2 separate regions of the Zea mays genome follow, and region 2 is linked to region 1. A link is a contact called in public Hi-C data. All regions are on one chromosome and are shown on one strand. The core of a region is the stretch at or near the end of the contact, and the rest is flanking DNA. Distances in the headings are between cores, read along the strand shown.

Evidence for each region. A called contact is a pair of places that touch in the nucleus more often than the background predicts.
Region 2: a contact with region 1 is called in a Hi-C map of ear, with 3 times the contacts expected there. The contact joins the promoter of LOC103630391 here to the promoter of LOC100273144 in region 1. A contact is called at or near these places in 6 of 25 Hi-C or Micro-C datasets (ear, endosperm, leaf and 2 more).

What each region holds. Positions count from the first base shown.
Region 1 is chr6:159,734,567-159,742,446 of Zm-B73-REFERENCE-NAM-5.0, forward strand. It overlaps LOC100273144, which reads right to left and starts at 4,183. Exons shown (of 10, transcript NM_001147591.1): 1 at 3,824-4,183; 2 at 2,895-3,021; 3 at 2,367-2,550; 4 at 917-999; 5 at 711-837; 6 at 489-602; 7 at 207-405. The coding sequence starts at 985.
Region 2 is chr6:159,876,289-159,884,168 of Zm-B73-REFERENCE-NAM-5.0, forward strand. LOC103630391 (protein OCTOPUS) reads right to left here and starts at 4,501. Exons shown (of 1, transcript XM_008651447.4): 1 at 2,003-4,501. The coding sequence starts at 4,194. The coding sequence ends at 2,212.

The sequences.
Region 1 (7,880 bases), core at 2,933-5,432:
AACATGAGTAATAAACTGCACTTTGGAACAACATGCAAGGTTGTAGCAAGGCGAAGGAACTTAGAGTGAATATTAAAGAAAACACTCACATGAACATCATATTAAAATAAACAGTAATGCTACGTCTTATTTAGACATATATTGGTGCAATTTACTCAAAACAAAATACTAATGCTGAAGATCCCAGTAGCAAAAGTCAGACATACTTGTCACATGCAAATTTTACTCGCTTGTTCTGCAATGCGGTCAATTCCTCGACCTGCTTGTCCCCGTTGTCGTCGATCAAATTCATGTAGCCAAACAAAAACATGTCTTTATCCAGCATCCTTTTGACAAGTGCAGGCACGAGCTGCAGTCCATTTTGCTTCGCCATAACAACGATATCTTTCAGTTGCCTGCACTCCTCTGTTTCCAAAAGGAGAAAATATTTAATGTGTTAAAGAATAGTTCCAGCATGCACCAGATATTGGCTCAAATATGTGCCTTACCAAGAGACAAGTAAATCTTGAACTGCGGCTTGTATGGCTGGCACTCATACAGACAGTAAAGGCAGTATAGCCCAGCCAATCTTTGGTGCAGTGAACTTTGAGAAGTCAAATAACCTGGACATAAAATTAAGTGGAAAATAGTTCAGCTGTGACCACAAAAAGGATTACCGGTAAGTGTGGATTCAGTTCAGAAATATGCTCTTTCAGGAAGCCAGCACCTACCAATACAATGCAGAAAGAGGGACTGCATGAATAAACCCGAGTTTGTCTTAGGCCTGCCTTCATAGATATAAGAAAATTTCTTGCCCATCCATACTCGTTTGAATTCAAAGAGTGACGTACAGTTCTCCTACCAATCAGGAACACGGAGATGTTATCATTCATCTAAAGTTAATATGTGCACGCGTGGAGAGAATTTGAAAAACTACCTTGGAATAATCAGCTATCAGCTCATCAATATCCAGCTTGAACAGATCAATATCTATATTTAAAGGCATGGCCAAGCCTCAAACTATATAAGAAAACTAAAGTTCAGTCGATTGGAGATAAAAACAAGAAATCGCCAACAACCAGCAGCGTGCAATGGAGATGTAAATAAATAAAGCAATTTTAACAACCACCAACCTAAGAGCACCATGGTGACAACACTACGCAAAATCCTTGTGTTGACTAACTTAACATGGCAATAGATGTTCAGTATCTGAACAAAGGATGGACAGGGACCAATTGCTGGAGAATCACAAGGGAAGGACAGGAGGGGGCGCTGAACGCTGACAAAACTTATGCTATGAGCCTATGGTGGCTTCCTGATGGATACCAAGGGATTAGCAGCACCCTACAGTACAACACCCCACCCACAAGTTGTGTATCTAGGTGATGAACAGATACTCCCTAAGTGATGGACCCAGAAACGAGGCAAGGCTGCAAGGGGGGCTGATAATTGAAGGCTAGAAATTTTACTGGTGATACACTATAACCTATAACAGATATAACAAAGAACACTTACAGCGATATCAATTCAAAATGCTTAAATAATATATAGAACGTTGTGGATTGGAAAATAACAAGAACATTTTATGACTAAAAGATCACATATTCACATGCCTTCATAATTTCACATAAGTTTGGTGACAATATATAATTCCACATTTAAAAAAAAACATAGTTCCACACAAAAGTGGTTGCCACTTGCCAGATAAGCCTATTAAGTGATAATGTACCAGGTGAAACGCAAGCAGGTTTGTGACAGTGGGAGAAAATAGCTAGGATTGCAGACATAGTTCTGTATGTACTAGCCCAATGCCTCAAACGTGAACATTACTTCTGTCGCATTCATCGAGTCCAAATAAAAACTAGACATTGGCACTTTGGCATTTTTTGAAGGGAATTTAAGAATGCGAGTATACAGTGGATGGAAACTAGAAATCAATAGTCCATTACTCACAAACCACAGTTACTCACTGTGGTCGACGGCGACCCTTGATCTGGTCCGTGCTATACAGCAAGCCCAAGTCAGCAGGGTGCAGGGGCGGGGGGTGGCCGGCTGGGGCGACCTGGCCAACCGCCAGCGCCCGCAGGCAACAGGGAGGGCCACGCGCAGATCCACCGGTGAACTCGCTTCCTAGCCCGGGGGCCGGGGCCAAAGTCGCCGGTCGACAGGGAGGCGGGGAGCGGAGCAGAGCTTGGAGGAGCACCACACCAGTGCGCCGCTGGTCCACCACGGAAGAGGAGAACAGAGGGTGGCTTGGTGGGGGCTAAAAGCCAAGGGGGCGCGGTTGCTGGACGTGGTCGGGGATTTGGCGGCCGCTCGGAGCTGTGGCGCTCCGCTCGAGAGTCGGAACTCAGAAGTGAGGCGGGCAGATGGGAGTGTGGCCTGACCTGATCTTATTGATGAGGAACTTGTGGAGCTTCTTGCACGATCCGCACAAGGCCCTCCACCGTTGACATGAGGATGGCAGCCTGGAGCAGCAACATCGCGAGGAGCTCTAGGACGACGACGCGAGTTCCATGGTCACGATCTTCAGCAACAGAGGGCAGAACCAGCAACGACCGGTGATGAGGGCTGCAGTGAGAGGAGGAAGAGAGAGGGAGATAGTATTGTAAATGGCCCCACCTTGCAAACAAAACTTGGTGATAAAATGGCCCCACCTTGACATACTTTATTTATCTGTTATTTACTTTGTAGATAAGGATGTTTAATTGTCATTCATTCAGACGAATCTCTAAATCTTTCTCGATCAGATAACGAACTTTCCAGTTTGGTAAGTATGATAAACATAGTATTGTATAACCTTTCTGTTTACAAATTGTAATCTGATGATTTTTTAGGCAAACTGGTTGGAGGGATCTTATTCAGAAGTGTAGCGGCGGACTACTCATCTCTTTGGAGAGCAGAAACAGCCTTACTTTGCAACTTGATAAGGTTTATACCCCATCTTGCTGAACCCAAATAACTGAGTATGTTTCCTCTTGGCACAATTCACACAGATGCATAGCTTCAGATCGATCTATATTCCACTTGCAAAATTACTCGCTGCTAAAACAACCAGGGTTACCGTTTGGACTTTCAGAGATACTGAACTTGAGAAACCAGGGAAATAAAAACATTGCTGACTTTGTTAGACTATTTATAATAAAACAGGTACATTGAGCTAACAGTACAGCACCCCTCCCCCTCCACCTGATTATTGATTTACCTCCATATTAGCAACTTTCTGTATGTTGCCTTTTCACAGAAACTTTGTGCTATACTCACTAAAGCAACATTCAACAAACCTTTTCATACTGCAATGGTAGACAAACATAAACATGGATATAACTATAGCTACCAAAGATTACCCAAATTACTCTACTGTGTTCCAATCAAGATTTAAAATACTAATATAATAACGACCAATGCATTTCGTTGCACATTTTCATAAACTATGTATGCACCTTAAAAAAGAAACAAACCTGATTTATTTATGATGTCCCTTCACACATATTTAACTACATACACAATGTTACTTTTCTATATTCCCATCACTCAATGAGATAGACACAATGAAACTTGATTTACTTATTCCTAATATTGCAAGTTCCTTTGGCGCTTTGAACCATTGCCCATCCCTTTTCATGGGCTGCATCTTCTACCAGAGCAGGTATTCGTTTTTGCAAGCATAAGAACTAGTTTGCATTACGCAACGGCTAAACAGGTTATTCATTCAGGCATATCAGAATTTTATGAGCGAACAGTTGGTGCAAAACAGTCTTGGAGGACACAGCTTGCAACAAAAGCGCAATTCAATTTAGAATGCTCGTACATCCCTTTGAACCATTGCCCATCCCTTTCTTACCCTGTCCATGCTTCAGATCAAGCCGGCGGATTGGCGCTTCTCTGTGCCTCTGTCGCCGGCCACAGAACGGGTGGAATCAGTGACGGAGCCACACAAAAATTATAGGTGGAGCGAGTTCTAACGCCGCTCGCAAGTCGCAACTCCAGGCTCCAGCTAGCCACCGACTGACCGCCAGCCACGGGTTGCTCCTGCTCACTCCGCGCCGACCGCGCACTCGCGTGGCCGCTTGCTGACTACACGGCCCCAGGGGCGGGGCCGCTGAGGGATGAGGCGCCGGGCCGCTGGTTCGGCTGCTCCTCGCGTAACTCGGGCCTCAGGCCTCCGGGCTTTGGCAGTCCGGCGGGTGGCGGGTGGCGGGCGAAGGACGGCGGAGCGAGCAGGACGGGGTCGGGACTCGGGAGGGTAGGGTTCTGTGGGTGTTTTTTCGGCTTGGAGATGAAAGGGGATTGGGCAGGCCGGGCCAGGTGGAGTCGCATTACAAGTGGGCTGCTTTTGTTAAATGGCTGGCATGTGGGATCTCCAAAAAATGGCCAAATTTACACCCGACGGATTCTCAATTCTCATTTACTTTTGGGGCGTCAATCTTCATGGGCCACAAAATTTTTGCGCCCCAGCGCCATCGAGGCCGACGCCGATATGAAGAATCGAACATAGGGTGGTGTGGGCGAGGCCGCGAGGGCGTAGCGGCAGCCCGCAGGAAAGACCGTTGCGTACTAGCGTGCTCGTTGAAGAATCGAACGCCTTCGACAAGTTCGACAGAATGCCCAAGCGGCCCTTGCCCCTTGCCCTTGTGGCCTTCACCCTCCCTCGCTCTGCGGTGCGCCCAGCCGATCACTGGCCGCGCCAGTTTATACCACCGGCCACTTATCTGCGAATGCCGGCAGGCGGCAGCCGACAGTGGGTTGCGCCATGGCTGATTGGCTGCTACAGACGATTGACGGCGACTGTGTGTCTGAGTGGGAGAGATCCATATATTAATTCGTTCCATCTGTGCATCGTACTTAGCTTGTAAAATATACAGGTTTGCGGTAATTATGAAAACAATCTAGCTATTTCTATTTGTGAAATCCACACTCGATCTAGTCTATGCGCGTTAAAGATATACTAGGTGAATATGTCATACCCGGATTTAAGGGATAAAGTCGGGTGCGTCTCATACGTACGCCAAAAAAAACATCACATATAATGATAAAGTGTATAGAGATAAATATCACAAGTATCATTATTACATAGCAGAAGTCTTACAAAAATAAATAATAATAATAATAAAACGAACTAAACATCCATCCTTGGCGTCATAAATCTGACAGAGACGCCACCTAGATCAACTCATACTCCTTATTGTACGGTTCCTCCTGGACCACTTGTTTTTCTCATGTGGGGGTTTATATATCGCAAGTGTGAGCTCACAAAAGATCATAGCTCAACAATTTGTGCGAAATAATGTGCATGAACTCACCAAAAGTGGGAGTTCATGTGAAGTGTAAGACTGATCAACAATAAGGGTTAAAGCTGAGCATTGCTTTTAGTAAGTTGGTCTAACTTTATTATCAGTTATTAAATGTAAATAAATACCAAACCAGAGTAATAATAGATCAAAATTAATAATAAATCCCAATGTGATGCAAATGACAAATCGAATTTAGTTTCATAATTAAATCATGCAAGAGTCTTGAGCCGCTCATGACCGCGAGCACGGCTAGTATACCAGTTTTACACTCTGCAGAGGTTGTACCCTTTACCCACAAGTCTTGTATCCCATGTCGCCTGGGTTTGCAAGGCCCTTAGACACTGCCGAGGTGAATGGCTAGGGATCCACTACGAGGCCTTTACAAAGTTCCACTAGCTTCAGAAAACTCGCTACAGTTTTTAGGAAGAGCAATGCAGGAATCCCCCGTCTGACCGCCATCGCAGCAAAATCAACCCGAGAACCTCCCTACACACCTACTCCCCTACTGTCTTTGCCCCTTTCGGGTAAGGTAGTCCTCCACTATATTTCCTAGTTAGTCAGCCAAGGGCGTCCCATTCCACCCTTGTGGTGGCACGTGTTTCTCAAGTTAAGCTCGATGTTCCAATTAACATAGTTGTCTTATCATGAACATAAATAGAACAGTAATAAAGAATTATGTAATAGTTGTCTCAATACCTAAAACCATATATAGCAATAATAGAGACTACCCAAAAAATCAGGGGTAAACAAGGTGTAAAGATAACCAGACTAGGGTGGCCTATTGGGTCCCATCAAAATTAAGCCTATGCATGATAAAATGATTATAGAGAACATTATTGGGTAAATAAAAGTTATCAAAGGCACAACTGAAAGGGAATTAGGCTTACACCTAGTTCCTAAATAATTTTGGTGGTTGAATTGCCCAACACAAATAATTGGACTAACTAATTTGCTCTAGTGTATAAGTTATACAGGTGCCAAAGGTTCACAATAAGCCAATTGAAAAGACCAATGTTGGGTTCAAAATAGAGAGCCAAAGGCATCCCGAAAGGCTCCCTGGTCTGGCGCACCGGACAGTGTCCGGTGGCGCACCAGACAGTGTCCGGTGCACCAGGGGACTTCGCGTTAAACTCCTCAGCCTCGGGAATTTTCAGAGCCGGCGCGCTATAATTCATTGGACTGTCCGGTTCCGGTGCTCCAAGAGGACGCGGCTCTGGAACTTGGCAGCCTCGGGAAACTGCAACGGCTGCTCCGCTATAATTCACCGGACATGTCCGGTGTACACCGGACTGTCCGGTGTAACTGCGGGGCAACGACTTCTTCGCGCCAACGGTCACCTGCAACGACAATTAATGCGCGCCAGAGTGCGCAGAAGTCAGGCACGCGCGTAGTGGCGCACCGGACACTCTACAGTACATGTCCGGTGCGCCACTGGACATCGAGGCGGGCCCAGAAGACAGTGCTCCAACGGTTGAATCCCAACGGCTTTGGTGACGTGGCTGGCGCACCGGACATGTCCGGTGTACACCGGACTGTCCGGTGCACCATTCGACAGACAGCCCCACCCAACGGCTAGTTTGGTGGTTGGGGCTATAAATACCCCCAACCACCCACCATTCATTGCATCCAAGTTTTCCACTTCTCGACCACTTACAAGAGCTAGGCATTCAATTCTAGACACACCAAAGAGATCAAATCCTCTCCAATTCTACACAAGGCTTTAGTGATTAGCGAGAGAGATTTGCCGTGTTCTTTTGAGCTCTTGCGCTTGGATTGCTTCTTTTCTTTCTCACTTGTACTTGTGATCAAAACTCCATTGTAATCAAGGCAAGAGGCACCAATTGTGTGGTGGCCCCTGCGGGGAAGTTTTGTTCCCGGTTTTGATTTGAGAAGAGAAGCTCACTCGGTCCGAGGGACCGTTTGAGAGAGGGAAGGGTTGAAAGAGACCCGACCTTTGTGGCCTCCTCAACGGGGAGTAGGTTTGCGAGAACCGAACCTCGGTAAAACAAATCTGCATGTCACACTCTTCATTTGCTTGCGATTTGTTTTGCACCCTCTTTCGCGGACTCGTTTTTATTTCTAACGCTAACCCGGCTTGTAATTGTGTTTATATTTGTAAATTTCAGTTTCGCCCTATTCACCCCCCTCTAGGCGACTATCAATTGGTATCAGAACCCGGTGCTTCATTAGAGCCTAACCGCTTGAAGTGATGTCGGGAGATCACGCCAAGAAGGAGATGGAGACCGGCGAAAAGCCCACTACAAGCCACGGGAGCACTTCATCGGAAGAGTCCCGCACCAAGAGGAAGGAGAAGAAGAAGGACTCCTCTAAAGGAAAGGAGAAGAAATCTTCTTCACACCACAAAGAGAAGAAGGAGAAATCCTCTTCCCACAAGCCGCATCGGAGTGGGGACAAGAAAAAGAGGATGAGGAAGGTGGTCTACTACGAGACCGATTCTTCATTGGCATCCACCTCCGGCTCCGACGCGGCGTCCATCACTTCTAAGCGCCAAGAGCGTAAGAAGTATAGTTAGATTGCCCTACGCTACCCTCGCATTTCTAAACATACACCTTTACTTTCCGTCCCATTAGGCAAACCACCAACATT
Region 2 (7,880 bases), core at 3,251-5,750, 140 kb after region 1:
TTACTCCATGTCTCCATATGCATGGTGCGAAAAAAAAACGGCAGTGCCCTGCTACTACACTCGTTTCAATCCAATCCTTGGCGATTGGCACGACGGCTTGGGCAGAGAAAGGAGGAAAAACTGCAGTGCAGCGCCCTCCGTGCATTTTTTGCCCTGAGACCGACCGACTCGACCGGGCAATGCGGCTGCGTGATGGTCTGATGCGTGGTGTCTACGGCTCCGGGCACGTATTGTCACCGTACCGTTGAGTGGCCAAGTCATGCCATATATATATAGTCGGTTGGGTAACTGTAAACTCCAGGATACCATCGCACACTGACGCATTTTGAGCTCCACCAGCACAAGCCGGACTGGAGATGAGATGACTGCTAGCTGCCGATGGGAGATAGGTCAAGCTGGCGCCATGGGCACTTGTAGATTTTACAACGTAGCTCGAATTGTTTTTGCTACCCTGTCTTTCCGATATATTATAATTTGCCATCAATAATATTGATCCCTTCTCATTCTAGTATTTAAGTTATCCGCACTCATACTACTCTAAATTCTTAACCTTAAAAAGAATATTCAGTTATTAGTATATGTCGTGGCTCTGTCTCTGTCTGTGCACTTATGCCTTACGCAAACATGCATCCACACGTAAATTGCAATATATCCTGCTGTGCACCTATGGTATATTTTAGTTTTTTCAAGTAGCATTCATGTGGTGCTCTTTGATAATTTTAGGACGTTTTCTCACTATCTTTTCTCTGTTACTTTTGATTACTATTTTTTTATTTTGTTTTATCCCTTGTAGTTTTTTTTATATTTCATGAGGTGCTACAAGTATACTTTTATCTAAAATATTATGCCCGTGAGGGTAGAATATTTTTTCCTTAGATTTAAATACTTTAATATAGTTTATAATAGTATAAATATATAGGTAATATCAAACATCTAAATGGTGTAGAGTTGCGAAATGATTTTTTTCTTAATCTTCTAGTCTAATGTTCAACCTCTCCTACATATCATTTCTGTTCATATTTTCTAACATTTTTTTCGTCAAATATTTGTCTTCCTGTTCTCCATGTGCTCAAGTGATATCATACTCGCTCTTCCGTGCGCGAGTACGTGGAGTGGGCCACGAATGGTGTGGAACGGCTGGGCCGTAAGAACGACGCAGGTGAACCAGACGTGACCACACGCAGACACACACAGGGAAAAACTATCGGTAGTTGGCTTCCGTTCGATCGACTGGATCAAAACAGCTGCCTTGTGGCTCCAAGATAATCTTGCGAACATGTGGGCGTTTTTTATATAATAATCGTGCACATGCCTGTTGATGCACTGCGCCCTAGATCTGGCGCCGCGCCTATTAATCGGCGCCGTGCGGCCACGTCCATCCGTTCACCTGTCCCGAATCAGAATCGTCGGGGCACCTCGTGGCTCCCGCTGCTCCCAGTCGGAGTCCGGAGTCCAACAATAACCCGTGCAAGCTCCGCGTCTCGTTCTTGGTCGCACGAGGCCAAGCGAGCGAAAACCCGCAGCAAGCAGCACCACTGCACGGTGGACCAGAGCGAACGCGCGCGGCAATGACGGGCACGGGCGCCATCCAGCCAGGGGGGTGGTGGTGGAATTGGCTTGAGCACGGCGAGTTTTTTAGGCCCAGGCCCATCGTCAACGAGTTGGCGCCTAGGGACCAATGGAATATTGGAGCCTCCGTGTCTGAGGCGGCGCCAGCCGCTAATGTCCCTGAATGTGAAAAGACCGGGACCGTCAGGTGCGCGCGAGCTCAGCTTCTAGCGACTACCGTGGGCGTGGTGGCGTTCGCCTGAGACGAGGACGCCAAACGCCGCGGCGCACCATGTGACTACCCCATATCGCCATTGCGACCTTTGTATCTCCTTGTCCAGGGAGTCACGATCCTATGCATTGACACAAAGAAATATGAATGAGCCGGCGATGGCCGCATGATAGGATGACAAGCTGCAGATACGAAGCACACTTGCGACTGACAACGGAGACATAGAACAACAACAGAGTCAAGTCGTGATTACGAGATTAAACTTCATTTTATCCAGCCCTCCGAATGAACAAAAGGATCACTGCACTACACAAAGATGTAAACGATTTTGGTTATACCACCCACCCAAACTACTCAACATGTAAGCCATCAGCTACTGCCTACTGAAATGAAGCAGCTTGACCAGCAATCAGGTGGCCGTCGTCAATACTCTAGTACAGCCCCAGCATCGTCCGCGCGAACGACTGCGACCTCAGCTGCCGACCGCCTTTCACCGGGAGGACGCCTGTCCGGCGGCCGCTGGCGCTCCGGATCGGCGTGAGGTAGAACCGCAGCAGGCCGTTGTCCGCGTTGCCCGGCGAGTGCCGCGCGCTACGGTTCCGCTCCAGCGCCGCGCACTCCTCGCGCCTCCGCTTCCCGTGGGCGTCCAGGTAGCTGCGCCTGGAGCTGCCCAGACCGCCGCTGTTGCTGCTGAACGAGCTCCGCGCGCTGGCGTTGCTGTTGCACCGCTGCATCCTGCCGTTGTACCCGCGGACGCGCAGGTCCGGCCATGGCTCCGAGAACGCGCGGTCGGCGGCGTCGGACGCGCCGTCCCTGCGCCCCGCGGCGCGGCGGTGGATCAGGCCCCAGAGGCTCCACGCCTTGCGCCACCGCGGCGGCTTCTTCGCGGGGCCGTGGAAGGCAGCGTCCAGGCTGGCGGAGAAGTCCTCGACGAGTGAGTTGGTGCTGAAGCGGTGGTCGAACAGGTCTTCGGCGTGGTGGAAGTGGTAGAACTCCGAGCTGCCCATTGCAGGGGATTCCTTGCCGTTGACAATGGCGGCCGGTGCGGTCACTGGAACAGGTACTGGTACTGGCACTGGCACTGGCTTTGGGTCGGTGACTTCAAAGGACCTCCGCACAGAGCTCGACCTGTCAAGGCTCCGGCGCCTCCGGCTTGAGGTGTCCATGTAGTAATCTCGCGTCTGGGCCGAGCCCCCAGGGACGTTTGCGTCGTGGTCGGGCTCCGGCTGGGAGTCGTCCTCCACGGGGATTTGGCCGTCGGAGCGCTCCAGAATGCCGGCGGGGGAGTCCTCCATAGCCGAGAGGATAGGAGGAAGACGGGAGAGCGGCGGCGCGCGGCCGAGACCAATGCCGGTGCCGGCGCCGAACAGGTAGCCGTCCCACGACGCACGGGGCTCGTCCCAGGAGAAGCCCATGTCACCGACGGACATGCGGCCGGCGTCCAAGGAGAATCGTGGGTCGGTGTCGCACGAGCGCCGGCCGCCGGCGAACTCGGAGCCGGCTTCGCCACGGCGGAAGCGGCTACGCCGGAGGAACGAGGGCTTGGATGGCTTCTCCGGCGGGGGCATTGCCGCCGCCGCCGCCTTGCTGCCCGCGGCCTCCTGCTTCTTGAGCTTCTGCTTGCCCCTCCACTTCTGCCACTTCTTGCTGAACATGGAGGCGGCAAGCCAGAAGCTCCCGGCCATCTCCTTGAGGTCCTTGGGCGGCAGCTTCCTGGGCTGCTGCGACTGCGAGGCCTCGAGATCTATGTGATCCTTCATGGCCCTAACGTCCCGCGCCGCACTCACCTCCGTCTCCATCTCCCCAGAGGTGCCCACGACTGAGACGGGCTCCATCACCGCGACAATCTCGTCAGAGTCCTCGGCCACAGCGATCTCCTCCTCCGAGAACATCTCAGGGACGCACGCGGGAGGTGGCGGCTGCGGGGGCGGGAGGACCTCGGCGGCGAGCGCGGCCGCGGCGGCGGAGGACGAGGCCGGGAAGGCGCCGAACGCGGTGCCGTCGCGAACCCGCTGGCGGTCGTCCTGGTGGAACAGCGCCCAGAGAGTGCTCCGCCCGCGCACGTCGCACGACCTCCGCTGCGGCTCGCCCGCGGCGGCCAGCGCGTCGCCCCCGCGCCCGCAGGAGAAGGACTTGCAGCGGCGGAGGTCCGGCAGCGCGGCGGCGCCGGATCCCGACGGAGCCCCGCCGGCGGCGGCGGCGAACGGGCGGGTGAAGAGCGAGCGGATGGCGGAGGTGGACCTGCGGCCCGGCGCGGCGGCCGCGGCGGAGCCGCCGGTGGACTCGAGCCCCGCGAGGCGCTCGCGGAGGCAGGCGGCGCAGAAGCCCGTGAAGGTTTCTCCTGGGTGGAGGTCGCAGGTCGTCGACACCGACCGCCGCGGCGGCGGCACCGGCGGCTCCATCTGCAGCGTCATTGCGTCGTCTCGCGCGCTTGTTAGCCTGAAGAATACACCTGATTCTTAGCCGCGGCGCGGCATCACGTTTCTTGGCTCGCACGGCGGTGGCACGCACACTCGCAGCTGTGCTGTGAAGGGCGTGCTTTGAGCGCGACGGATTCGATGGAGAATGGTTTTGAGGATGCAGCGTGGGGCGCACTGGCGCAGAGAGAGAGAGAGAGAGAGAGAGAGAGAGAGAGGAGGCGAGGCCCGAGGGGGAGAAAGCGAAAGTTGAAGGGAATCACGGGGCCCAACGCCTCGCTTCTTCCACACCACACCGTGATGTCTTTCTCTCTCTCTCTTGCTCTGCTTCTCGTGCGCTTTTACTCCTATCCCAAGGGAGTGGGGATCGAAACGCGCGCACACGCTCTCAACCTTCACTCCGTACCACTGTAGCTCCAGCTCTGTGCGCGTCGACCGGATTACCGCCGCCGTGATCACGCCAGGATTGGCCTTTCGGAGTTGCTTGATCCGAAGGTGATCACCAACCAAAGCATATTCTGCCTGCGTGCGTGCGTGCGTGAGAGCGAGCATCAGTGTGACCGTGTCACGGATCGACCAGGGAAAAAAAGAACAGCAGCTGCAAACGTGCAAAAATCATGTGTTTACAGCAGCCACCATGAACCAGTGTGGCTGGGCAGCAGCTGGCTCATGACTTCATGTGCGGTGGCGACTTGGATCACGAGCCCGGCTCAGGCCTCTGGCATTCTCGTTACAAGACCTGCCAGGTTATTTGGGTCTATGAGAAATGCCCTAGACAGTGACCAGTAAAGTTTTGTCGCTGCCGCCCGTGCTGGGCCTGGGCATCTCAACAATTGGCACGTATGTAGATGGCCGCCTACAGTACACAACATATGTTACTGCAGCTAAGGCACTGTAGCTAAGGCACAAGAGATGACGTATCCTTCCAGTATAGTACAGCAGTATTTTTAGCTGCGGATATGGCCTAAGGTACTACTTTTGTAGCTGCCGGACTGTAGCGTAGACATTATTATGGTAGACTTGGCACGCTCGCCAGCAGCTAGCAGCCAAGAATCATGTTTATAAAAAAAAAGGTCGGTACGGTACGGCGTGCAGCCGGGGAGTAGGCACTAGCAGCGGTGGACGGGACGACCGCCAGGCGTGAGCAGTGAGCATGGACTGGAGTCACCAACACACACGTCCATCCTCCACGAACACAATATATTTCTTACCGGCCGGACGAGCTTGCGCGTTTGCGTTTTCACTCTGCGCTGTGACAGAGCAAGCGTTGAGGCGGCGAAGAAATTGCTCGGCTTCGGCTAGGCGCAGGTAAAAATTTTACTGCCATGAACCAAGAGAAAAAAAAACAGAAGGCCAGTAACGTAGGCGTGACTGCACAAAGGTGCCGGCAGCCTCAGCTGTGGCCCGGCAGCTTCCTGCGGTCCGGACGACGGGCCACGTGAGGTATCTGAAGCTAATCAATTCCTTCATCAGGGAAGGAGAGGGAGGAGAGCCGTCCGTCCCGTTCGTCCTCTGCTCCTCCTCCCAGCCTCCCCTCGCCACTATCCCTCCCCACCATCTCGGATGCGTGAGCGCGATGAGATGCACTGCACGGCTAAAGCAGGAGTAATTATTGCGTATTACTCCTATATTCGCATGCATTTGATTAAAACCTCAGCACGATGGAGATGAGAGAAAGGCATGGTCACCCTACAATGCAAAAAAAAAAACACAAGCTTTTCCGTGATGGCAACAGGCGTGCGTGAAACGAGAGGGCGAGCTTTCCCTTTTTAACCCCACCTCCATGGCCCTCTTCCCCCGTATCGCATCGCATCGCATCTGGCATGGGCCGCGCAGCATATGGCCCAGATGAGCGGGGCTAGTTCGGTCATTTCCCCCCATGCGGCCACGCCATGCCTAAACAGGCGCAGCAACAAGAGAACAAGGGAGCACGCACGCAGTAGGGCGTCGCTGTCCGCGTCTCTCCTCCAGATTTGTCCTACTTAGGCAGGCACATAACCCACACCCACCCGAGCCCGATCGGAGACAAAAGAGAGGCATCTGATGACCAAACAGCTCAGCTAGGACAGGCCCTTATTAGCCATCAGATGTGTTGTGTGTGTCACTATAGTAATCTAAAAAAACGGAGAGAGAGAGAGAGAGAGAGGGCAGGGGAGCTGCACTGCACAGCACATGAGGCCATGAGGGGGATGAGCCAAAGCTGTCGCCTTCTCGAGCTCAGGAATGATAAACAATCATGGCGTTTAGCCTTTGCGTCCTTTTGATCGGGAACAGTGGTGGTACTCTCACCCCCACATGTCTGATCGACGCGAGGCGGATCCAAGTGTACGTTGCTGGTGTGTTTCCATGCGTCTTTTGAGAGGCATTCTTGGTAGGTAGGCGGCGAGAGGCCCACGTATGAAATGGACACCGTCGCAACCTTCTAGGAGGAAAATGGATCGTTTACACCGATCTAGACACATCCTCGTGTTTTTTTAAGCGCCGCGCCCGGGATCTTTGCTCAGACGGTGAAGATTTTATTCGGGGCGGGATCACGTTCCCCCCCTACTACCGAATGCTGCATTGACATTGCTCAGTCTCACAGGCAGCTAGCGGCGCCTAAAACAGCGAACGATGCTTGCTTCATGTCTTCTCGCGCGGTAGAGGCAATGACACGCGGTTCCAGCTTCGTGCTATCTCGTTTTGCTGTTTCCGTGCACCGGTTTGGCTGGCTGGCTGGCGTTGTGCAGGGAAGAGATCGCTGAAGGTAGTGAGCGAGACAACTGACACGCTGTGCAGCAGCTGAAGGAGCACGACAGACAGACAGGCGTCTCCGTCTCCTTGCCGAGCAGCCGAGGCACTGAGCAGTCGAGAAGTCAAACACTGTTGCAAAAAAAAATGGAGTATGCAAAAGGAAACCACTGGAGCTTGCGTGAAACAGTTCACGTTTAAGTGACTCAGGCTATCCGCACTCATACAACTCTAAATTTCTACCCTAAAAAGAATATTATGTCCTTATCAGCAAAATTCTTTACTCTATACTAAAATTCTCCGCAGTCATATCTACTTCATATCTCAACTCTATACCAACTACCACATATTATATCATTTCTTTTCAAATACCAACTCGCGTCTACAGTGGCCCTGCGATCCGAGCCACAGCGGGACCAACGATCCGCTGCCACCGTGGATGTGAGAGAGAAGATGGAGTCCAAACGCCAAGTCTCTAGGAATAGAGTTCGAAGGTGCGTCGGGCTTGATGCAGTTTAGGATAGAGTTCACCGCTGCAGCTGTTTTCAAACTCCAAAATGCCACCAAGGCGGTAGAGTTCAGCGTGGAGTTCGTCAGTGCCGATAGCCTGAGGTCTTTAGTACTAGCGCTGACCTGGAATCCAGGCCCATGAATATGATTTGGTGGCGTGGGGTTTGGAAGATGAACGTGAGTGACGAAGTGTTCTTCGGCTGAGCAGATCAGGTTGGTGTTGCCAGCGTTTGGAATCGTAGGAAGGAGGAAGGACGGGAGCATTATGACTCCAAGACAAGTGACGCTGTGGTTGCGAGTTGCGCAGGAGTACTTTTACAGTCTGACACAAATCGGCCAGATCGACGATCTCCTTACCAAATGCTAGATTTTTTTCTCTTCTTTTTTTTGAAACTTAATGGGACGCAGCTTGCTGGTGACGAAAAGAATAGCTCGGGGGCTCC